Linked DNA regions of Sus scrofa: region 1 is linked to region 2. The links are chromatin contacts, called in public Hi-C maps. All regions are on one chromosome and are shown on one strand. The core of a region is the stretch at or near the end of the contact, and the rest is flanking DNA. Distances in the headings are between cores, read along the strand shown.

Region 1 (4,703 bases), core at 778-3,277, 33 kb after region 2:
CCCTACTTTTGAGCGACTCTGCAAGAACAAGCCTGTTGTGAGCAGGCCCCCAGGGTCCCCCGCTCCCGGGCACACACCTCCAAGCCAGCGGTCCACTCTCCAGGGGGGCAAACTAAGCTCTTCGGAGGCCTGAGTGAGATGCCGCGGGAAGTCAGGAGGTGCGGCCGAGGAGACTCCTTGCCCCACGCCGAGGCAGCGTGGGTGGGACCAGGCTCGACGGAGAGAACCTCGGGTGTGGGTGGAGAGGCAGGTGGCAAGGGTCACAGTGAACCCCTAGATACAATTCTCCTAGACAAGGCCAAGGGACAAGCCAAGAGGAGTCAGTGCGGTGCGAACAGTCTCCCATCCTGGTCCCCCACACCCCGGCCCGGAACCTGGCTGCCCGGCACTCACCTTGCAATGCCCACTGCCTGGACACCTGGGTTTCCCAGCCCCCCGCACAGAGGTTGCCGACTGACCTCCGGGGCGAGTCTGGCCGGGATGGGGACGCCGAGGAAAGGGGAAAAATTCAACCAATGAACGAGCCTGTTTCAGATTTCTTCTATACCGTAACCATTCAGAGCGGCCCTTTCAAAATTATGCAAATAGTTTAGTGGTGCCTCTCCCAATCAGGCAGGGCGAATCTGTGGCTTGGCTCCTCAACCCTGGAGGGCCAGAGACGGGCGGAAGCGCCCCCTGGTGGACGTCGGGAACGGACGCTGACTCCTTGCGCCCCCTGGTGGAAACAGGCGTAGCCAGCTGAACCTGAACCTGCATATTCGAGCAATTCAGCTCCTCAGAAGACTCACCAGGCGCTGGGGAGGAAAAAGGGGAATCAGGTCCTGAGGGCAGGGGTTCTGGAGGAACCATTAGAGCTGAGTTTTGGAAGGAAGGAATTGCAGGATCAAAAGTACGCAAAACAAAGCATTTCTCTTTTGACACAGCGGGTTAAGGATCCGGTGTTGTCACTGCAGAGGCTTTGGTCACTGCTGTGGTTCAGGTTCGATCCCTGGCCTAGGAACTTATACCCCCCGCGGGCGCGGCCAAAAGAAAAAATAATATGGAGGTAAAGACTTAATATTCAGAAAGAATATCCAGAGAGATGTGGAGACTCGAGCCAGCACGGACGGAAACTCTGGGTCGGCCCGGGCTATCTGAGATTGAAGTAGAGCAGCAGGTGGCAAATCTAGGTCCTGAGAAACTTTTATTTTGGGGATGCCACGCTTCCGGCAGCCGCCAAGTGGCAGTGTGCACCCAGCTCTCTGCCCCTCAGGGCTCTTGCTGCAGGAAACGCAGATACCGCCCTCCGTGCACAAACACGCTGGTGGTTTCATAGGTAGTAAGTGCGCGCATGACACTGTCACCAGAATCCGCACTCGACGCTCATCCACAGCTTGATGTCGCGGACATCTGTGTAACGTGCGGTGGCCGTCCGGGTACTCTCAAACACCCAGTGGGGGTGCCAAACGGTTCAAGCCTCGGTCCCCAGAACCGAGATTCTGCCGAGGACTCCAGACTTAACGCCCACCTTCTCCAGACCAGTCATCTTCGAGCCTTCTACCCCTTTGGGGGCAGCAAGTGGCCGGGCGCGGAGAGGGTTAATCCTATGATGTCACAGCCGGAGCCCTCCTCCCTCCACCTCTCCCGTCAGTTCCCGCTGCCCCCGCTCCGGTTCGGGCCTTTGCACCCTGTCGCCCCGCTCAGCTCCTGGGGTTCTATCCTCTTTGTGGGCCCTCGAACCCTAGGCCCTGGGCGAGCCCGCCCACAGACCCCGAACCCAGTCTGGCTCCTTTCTCGGGTGGGTCGGGGAAGGGGAGGGTGGAGAAAGGTCCTCCGTCTGTACTGAGGGCAGCTCAGGCCCCTTCCGCCGCTTCCCCCGCACCAAGGAGCTCGGGACTGGGATAGGACCGGGATTCGAAGACCGATCGGAGAATGGGGAGGCGGATTCAGGAGCTGGGGGCGAACGCAGGGACTCCGGGGCGCGGACCGGGCTCCCTCCGCACACCTCCGCTGGGGCACAGATCCCCGCCCGGGGTCACCGCCCCCCTCGCGCCGCAGCCTCGCACCCCCCACGCCCCGCAGCCTCGCGCCCCCCCGCCCCCCGGCGCCGTCCTGGCCCCGCCCCGTCCCTCCCGGCCCCTCCTTCCTTGACCCTCGCCCCTCCCTCTCTCCCTCCTCCCGACACCTCCTCCTCCCGATTCCCTCCTGGCGCCGCTAAGTTTCTCTACTCGGCACCGCACGCAGAGTCCCGGGGCCCGGCCCCGGTCCCCCCACCACCCCCGAGCCATGCTGTGCGGCCTCTGGAGGAGCCGCCACCGGCGGCCAGAGGAGCCCCCCGTGCCGGCCCAGGTCGCAGCGCCCGTCGCGCTCCCGTCCCCGCCCGCGCCCCAGGACGGCGGCACCAAGAGGCCCGGGCTGCGGGCGTTGAAGAAGATGGGTCAGTGAGCGGCCGGGGCGGCTCTGGGAGGGCGCGGATGGCCCGGGGGGCGCAAGCTGGGAGGGTCGGGGTGTTCCGGGGAGCCGTTCGTGGGCCTCCCAGTGGGGCTGTGGGGGTCTGGCGAGAGAGGGAACGCCAGCCCCGTTCCGGCCGGGGGTCGCACCTGGGGTCACCCGAGGTTCCCAGGTCTGTTCCCACCAGGAGGCGCCCGCGGGGCGTGTGGAGTGGGAGTTTGGGCGAGCGACGCGGACTGGGGTCCCAAAAGGCCAGGAGAGCGGAGTGGGAGTGACAGGCTTGAGGTGGTGTCCCTCACCCCCTCCCCAACCCTGTGCTCCCCAATCCTGGGTTCTTGGCCCCCTTAGGAAGGCGTGAAAATTGTAGAAGAGGCTGACATCTCAAGCCAGCCCTCCAGTCCTGCAGCCCCCACTGGGGTCAGAGCAGCCACACAGCACTGGTAGGACTGGTCTAACTGGTGAGAACACTGACCTGTGGCGTCAGAAAGCCAGAGCTGCCCTCTCAGATTTGGGGGAAGTCACTGGGGGGAAAGGAATGTAACTGTGGTTTGTTAAGCATCCCCCAGACCCAGGTGGCCCTGGGTGGTTACAGATGTGGTGACCTTCAGCCTTCCCCTGCCTGAGAGGTAGGTGGTGTGACCCTCGTTTTACAGGGGAGGACACTGACTCAGAGAAGGCAAGGAATTTGTCTATGGCCACACAGCCTTTACCAAAGGGCAAAGCTTGGCATGCCCCCCACACTGCCTCTGGTACCCTCTCTGAGTCTGGGCAAAGCGGGACTGACGGGGGAGTTGAGACCTTGAATGGGGTGTGTATTGTGAGATTATTTTGTGCGATGTAAAGTACTGTAAAGCTGGAGTTCCTGTCGTGGCTCAGTGGTTAACAAATCCGACTAGGAACCATGAGGTTGCGGGTTCGATCCCTGACCTCACTCAGTGGGTTAAGGATCCGGCGTTGCCGTGAGCTGTAGTGTGGGTTGTAGACGAGGCTCAGATCCCATGTTGCTGTGACTCTGGCATAGGCCGGTGGCTACAGCTCTGGTTAGACCCCTATCCTGGGAACCTCCATATGCCATGGCAGCGGCTCAAGAAAAGGCAAAGAGAAAAAAAAAAAAGTACTGTAAAGCTGAAGTGGTCTCGTAGAACTGTGGTTGGTAGAAGAGTTAATGATGGAGAGGCTGGAGGTGGGGCTGAGGGAACGGGAGGGCAGGGCTGCTGCGTGAATCTTGGGGCCAAATTCTGAGGCCACACTGCCCGTCTTCCCTCCTGTTCTTATTTCTACGGCCCCTCGCTCGTGTGACCTGAATTTACTGAGTGCTGCTTTCTGAGCACCATGCCTGGCACTCTCCTTACAGAGGCAGGAGACACGATCTCTGCCTTTCTCCCCATCACCCGCACAGGCATTCAGCAGGTATTTATTGAGTGCCTATGGTATGCTGTGCCCTGGGGACTCAGTACTGAACGATACAGACTTGGTGCTGGCCCTCAGAGAGCTGAGGCACCAGCAAGGAGGTCAGACAAGGAAGCAAAGGCACCAGGCTATGCGGGAAGGGGCCAGGGAGATGCTGGGGTGCCCCAGCTGCACCCCAGAGCTGGGCGGAGACTGGAGTGAGGAGAAGGGGGGAGGCAGGTGGAGGCTGGATCCCCTAGGCCTCTCCTTAGAGGGTTACGGGCTTTCTCTCTCTTTTCCCCGGGAAGCAGGGTCCTGGGAAGGTCCCAGGCAGGAGGAGAGAGGCAGGAGCTGTGCAGAATAGGGATGGGTGGGACAAAGGCTGGGGTGAAAGTGGGAGACTCCCAGGAGGAAGGCTGAGGGTCCGTTTTGCAGGCTGTGGTGGCTGGCGTGCAGGCGTGGGCCTGTGCAGCTGAGATCGATCCCAGAATCACCAGAAGGTAGGCTGGGCCGCACTCTGCAGTTGGCGGGATCTGAAAGGTGTCTCTGGTGGCTGGCAGTGTCACCCTCTGGGAAAAGGAGCAGAGGGGGTGGGGAGAGGAGGGTGGCCATTGGGAGTTGAGGGGCCGCCAAGAGGGCCAGGGGCTGGCGCTGGGCTAGAAAAGCAGCCCCAGGGGGAGGCAGCCCCTGCGGGGGTCAAGGGCGCCATGGGAGGGCCAAGGTGATGCTCCCGCACACCTGTCTGCCTCCCTGTCCCACACGTGTTCGCTAAGTCCTGTCAGCGGGCCAGGGTGAGGTGCCAGGGCTGGGGCTACGGAGGACACAGCCACCTTGCCCTGGGGGAGCGCAGTCTACACCAGGCGACACTTGTAGACGAATAATTA
Region 2 (4,740 bases), core at 806-3,305:
CGCTGAAGGCAACAATAACATCTCCTTCTTGGGGGGAGGGAGGAGCCATGCTTCCCACTCCCACCTGCCCTGAAGGCTTAGGGTCCAGGCAGCCCCTTGGCCCCCAAAGAGGCTGTCATTCTAGGGAGCCCAGTGGAGGGTAAAGATAAGGTTGGGGGGGGTGAGGGGAACTCCCAAGAACCACCTTGGAATGGAGATATTCCCTTTACAATTACGCAATGCCCCACCAGCAGTAAAATTTATGGCTGCTTCCACTTGAGAGCACCTCCCACACAGCTGGCACTGTGCTAAGCCCTTAACTTTATCTTTTTGAAGACAGGAGAACACAGTGGTCAAGAGTGCAAACACAATCAGGCAGAACCAGCTGCTACTCCAGGGCAGCAGAAGCTGTGTGGCCTTGCGCAAGTTTCTCAACCTCTCTGAGCCGGAGTTTCCTCACCTACCCCAAACTCCACAGTATTAGTCACACAGTCCCCCAGGGTCCACCTTCACTGGCTGGACCTGACATGGAGGAGCCAACAGGATCAAAGAGGAATATTTTTCAGGCCAGGCACCACAATCCTAAATAGAAGCCTCCAGCCAGGGATGAGCCTGAGAGGGCCCAGGATCCTAGACTGATCTAAAGCCCCTTCACCACCACCTTGGACACAGGAGAAGAGGAGAACCGAGAGTTAGAAGCAGAACTGGGAGGAGTTCCTATCGTGGCTCAGCGGAAATGAATCTGACTAGGATCCATGAGGACCCAGGTTCGATCCCTGGCCTCTCTCAGTGGGTTAAGGATCCAGCATTGCCAAGTGGCTTGGATCCTGCATTGCTGCGGTGTAGGCGTAGGCCAGTGGGTAGAGCTCCGATTCGACCCCTAGCCTGGGCACTTCCATATGCTATGGGTGCAACCCTAAAAAAAAAAAAAAAAAAAAAAAAAAACAGCAGAACTGGGATGCATCACAGGGACTCCCAGTCCAGTGCTCCCTCCACAACAGGCCCTCAGAGAATCTGTAATTTCTGCATACAGGCCCCATGAGACTGGTCTTTCCCTCTTGCCTCTGCTAGCAGGATATCCAGAATAAGTAAATCCACAGAGAGAGAAGGCAGATTGGTGGTTGCCTGGGCTGGAAAAAGGAGGGGATGGGATGGGGTTACCTTTGGGGTTGATGATGTTTGGAACTTAATGGAGGTGGCAGTTGTACACATTGCAAAGGTGCTACATGGCACTGAACTGCTCACTTTAAAATGGTTGATGGTTGGAGTTCCCATTGTGGCTCGGCGGAAGAGAATCTGAATAGCATCCACGAGGACGCACGTTCGGTCCCTAGCCGTGTTCAGTCCCTGGCCTCGCTCAGGTGGGTCGAAGATCTGGCGTTGCCATGAACTGTAGCGTAGGTGGCAGGTCGCAGACATGGCTTGGATCTGGCATTGTGGCTGTGGCGTGTAGGCTGGCAGCTACAGCTGCGGTTCGACCCCTAGCCTGGGACCCTCCAGGTGCCACGGGTGCAGCCCTAAAAAAAGAGGTTGATTTTATGCTACGTGCACTTCACCTCAATTAAAAATATGGGTACCCTCAGATAAGAGAGTACAAGAAGGAGAAGAGCAGGCAAGTGCCAAGGGGGGAGGGGAAAGTGAAAAAGGGCCTGGTGTGAGGGAAGGAGGGTGTTGCAGAAGCAGGGAACTCTGAGGTGGGGAAAGGACTTGAGGGAGGGAGTTTCCTAGGCTGCCAGGGAGGGTGGCCTGGAGGATGCAGCTGATGGAGGAAGCAGTTTGATCCTGTGAACTTGGGAGCCACTGCACCTTAGAGGAAGGAGAGGGAGCGGGGCAGGCGCTTTCAGCCTCAGAGCTGTTTGCTTCCCCTCGGGGCTTTAGACTGGAAGCTCCTGGGGGTGGGGGCAGGGATCTCATCTTCTTAGCTGTTTTTAATTTTCAGAGCAGAGCGTCATCAGGGTAGATAATTCCTTTAGAAACCCTGGCACCAATGGAATGAAATCAAACATGTTAAGAAGCAGGAAGATTACCCGCCGCCCACACCCACATGGGGGAAGTGAGGATGGCACTGGGCTGAGTGTCAATGCCCCCTCCAGGCAGCAGGGGGGCTGCTCAGGGCCTCAGTCACCCCTCGCAGACCCCGGGGCCCCAGAGGGGAGCACCCACCGGGGATCTAAGAAGGGCGAAGGGATTAGCTGAGCACCGTGGGCTCCTTTGTCAGACCCAGGAAGGAGAATGGGGGCTGCTACAGGAAGTAGGGGGGTGCGGAGCTCCCTCCGGAATCTATCCCCCCACTTCCCTCCCCTCGGCTTGCACAGCTCCTGCACATGCTCAGTGTGCCCTCGCATTGGGTTGGCTGGGGGAGGGCACTGACGGGCACCCCCACTTAAAGGGCCAGTGCCATCCCTGCCTGCGTCCCCCGGGGGCCATGGGACCTGGCCACCCTCTTCGCTCACACTGAACCACGTCACCTCAGACTGCCTTCCCACTTGCTGGCAGGCCCCTTCTGCCCCCTCAGCGGCTCTGTCCACCCCACCACCTCGAATACCTTGACCTCATTGCAGGCAGGGGAGGTCTGTGGCACACACGGTGTCCACCCGGGGTGAGAAGAAAGGAGGACCCCAGACCGGGGTACGCAGGGGTGGTGGGAAGCTCCCGCCGTCCCTCCTGCGAACACCTGCCTCTCTGGGGCTTGGGAAGTGGGGCACAGAGCATTCTCTGAGGAAAGGCCTGGGGAGGAAAGGGGGGTGTGTCTGAGCCAGGCTGGTAGCTTCCTCACTGAGGGGGGGTCGGTCGGTCGGAGGGAAGCCCAGGCCCTGGCCCAGCAGGCAGCCCGGGAAGGAAGAGCAGGGACCCAACGGAACGTGTGTCTGGCCCTGGAGCTAAGCTGGCTCTCCCCAGTGCTGGGCCCAGACACCCCAGCTCTAGCCTAGGTCCGGGGCCCTGAGGTCAGGGACCCAGATAGGGAGGACAGGTGACACTGACTCTACTTCACTGATCTCTCCTGACACTCGCAGCTCACACTCCTCTTTTCTTCTTGGCCCAACCTGGGCCTCTCCAGTTGGGAAAAATCAACCCACCTCTGTTGGCCCTGACCCAGAGCCCTTTGGGGTGTGTGTGTGTGTGTGTTGGGGGTGGAGAGGACCAGAGCCCTTTGGTTAGTGTGTGTGTTTGTGTGTGTGTGTGTGTGTGTGTGTGTGTTGGGGGTGGAGAGGACCAGAGCCCTTTGGTTAGTGTGTGTGTGTGTGTGTGTGTGTGTGTGTGTGTGTGTGTGTGTCTCCCGGATCCTGGGCTTCTGGGCCAAGATCGGCCAAACTCACCTGTCCCCTCCCCCGTATGCTGCTCCAGCCTGCTCGGGCCTAAGCTGCCTTCTGGACACACCCCTAGCACGCCCTCAACTTCGCGCCCACACCCCTCCCCGCCCCCCACTCCAGCAGCCCTCTGGAACCTTCTCTCCCCTCCTAGTTACTTTATGCGCACACAGGCTTTGGGTAAACAACCTTGTCCTGGCCGACCCCTCCCCTCCCCTCCCCTCCCCTCCGGCTCCAGGCTGAGGAATGCAGCAGCTGGAGGCTGCCCGTGCCCTGCCCGGGGGGGTGGGCGGGCCCTCCGGGTCCCTGGCTAGCACCACACAGGGGACTCGCCAGCCTTCCTGGAACCTAGAAAGCGGCTTCCTCTCTGAGCCTTGGGTTTTCCATCTGCAAAGTGGGGCAGTCACTCCTCTAGCCCTTCCTGACAGAGCTGTCTGGGATCAAAAGTGAGGAAGCTAAAACTCTCAGCTGGGGTTGTGGGAGGAGACCCCCCAATGCTGGGAAATTTTGCTTTCTTAAGACCCTTCGCTTCCTAGAATCTCTTCTGGCCTTGCTCCGTTGTAGAAGATGCTGGTGAGGCCTGGGTGTGGCAGGGCAGAAAGGACAGTTGTCCTGGCAACACACGGGGTTTGTCAACATTTCCATCCCAGCAGCTCCCAGGCCTGAGCGCTTCTCTCGCCCAATGCGGCCTGTCACGATGAGCTTTCCTGGAATGGAGGTTACGCTGGGCAGGCCAGGCCTCTGCCCCTCCCTGCGCTTGGTGGCAGAGCCATCGCAGGCTCACGGGGTGAGTTGACTAACTTCCCCTCCACCACCGCAGCCTGACACTCCACAGCCACAAGGTGTCTGGGCAAGGGTAGGTCTGAGGATGAAGAGCTCGCTTCAGAGCCCAGTACTGCTGATTGTCTGGCACCTGCATAACCGGGTTGACTCAGCTCTCTATTAGGCAGGCAGGTGAGGGGCTCGCCTCGGAGGGAAGTAGCCACGCAGGTGATCAGGCTAAAAGGAGCAGGATGCACGGATGCATGACAGGCGCGGGGAAGGCCCACCACCAGCTCTGCTGACTGATCCGCTGCTCAACCTCCCTTGGGCTTAGGTTCCATCAGGAGCAAACTTCCCTTCAGCGCTTACTTGTAAGTGCCCTTCCAGAAGGTCAGGGGCAAAGGTGACCACAAACCTCCTGCCCAACCCCCAGCCAGGATATGTGGGACATGGGGGGCTGTCAAGGACAAGGAGACACAAGGCACCCAGACCTTGTTTAGTCCAGCCCTCTCAACTGTGGGCGGATAAGCAAAATACAGGGAGCCTGGGAACAAACCCTGAAGAAACCCTGGGGCTTGAGCCCAGCCCTCTCTCCTCCAGGGGGCGCTCCGAGCGCCTCACAGCAATCTGGCATCTTGAGTCAGGCTCTGGTGGAACCTGGCTCCTGCCTGAGCCCCCTGCCTCCCCCTCT

Evidence for each region. Hi-C and Micro-C count contacts between places; a contact is called where the count stands out from the background.
Region 1: a contact with region 2 is called in a Hi-C map of liver, with 2.9 times the contacts expected there. The contact joins the promoter of ACBD4 here to the enhancer-like site in region 2. A contact is called at or near these places in 4 of 5 promoter capture datasets (fetal liver, fetal skeletal muscle and liver), 28 of 47 Hi-C or Micro-C datasets (alveolar macrophages, blood, embryonic fibroblasts and 11 more) and 2 of 2 datasets of contacts at active chromatin or transcription factors (alveolar macrophages and skeletal muscle).

The regions. Positions count from the first base shown.
Region 1 is chr12:18,279,612-18,284,314 of Sscrofa11.1, forward strand. It overlaps ACBD4 (acyl-CoA-binding domain-containing protein 4), which reads right to left and starts at 2,028. Exons shown (of 10, transcript XM_003358011.4): 1 at 394-2,028; 2 at 1-288. PLCD3 (1-phosphatidylinositol 4,5-bisphosphate phosphodiesterase delta-3) reads left to right here and starts at 1,896. Exons shown (of 15, transcript XM_003131325.4): 1 at 1,896-2,416. The coding sequence starts at 2,266.
Region 2 is chr12:18,246,491-18,251,230 of Sscrofa11.1, forward strand. No RefSeq gene overlaps it. Among named protein-coding and RNA genes, the nearest start is that of HEXIM2, 14 kb to the right of the region's middle. Within about 2 kb of position 2,056, at least 75 of the 83 cell types and tissues checked have an H3K27ac peak or open chromatin away from gene starts, as enhancers often do. A contact at or near this core is called in alveolar macrophages, fetal liver, fetal skeletal muscle and 6 more, where this site is marked.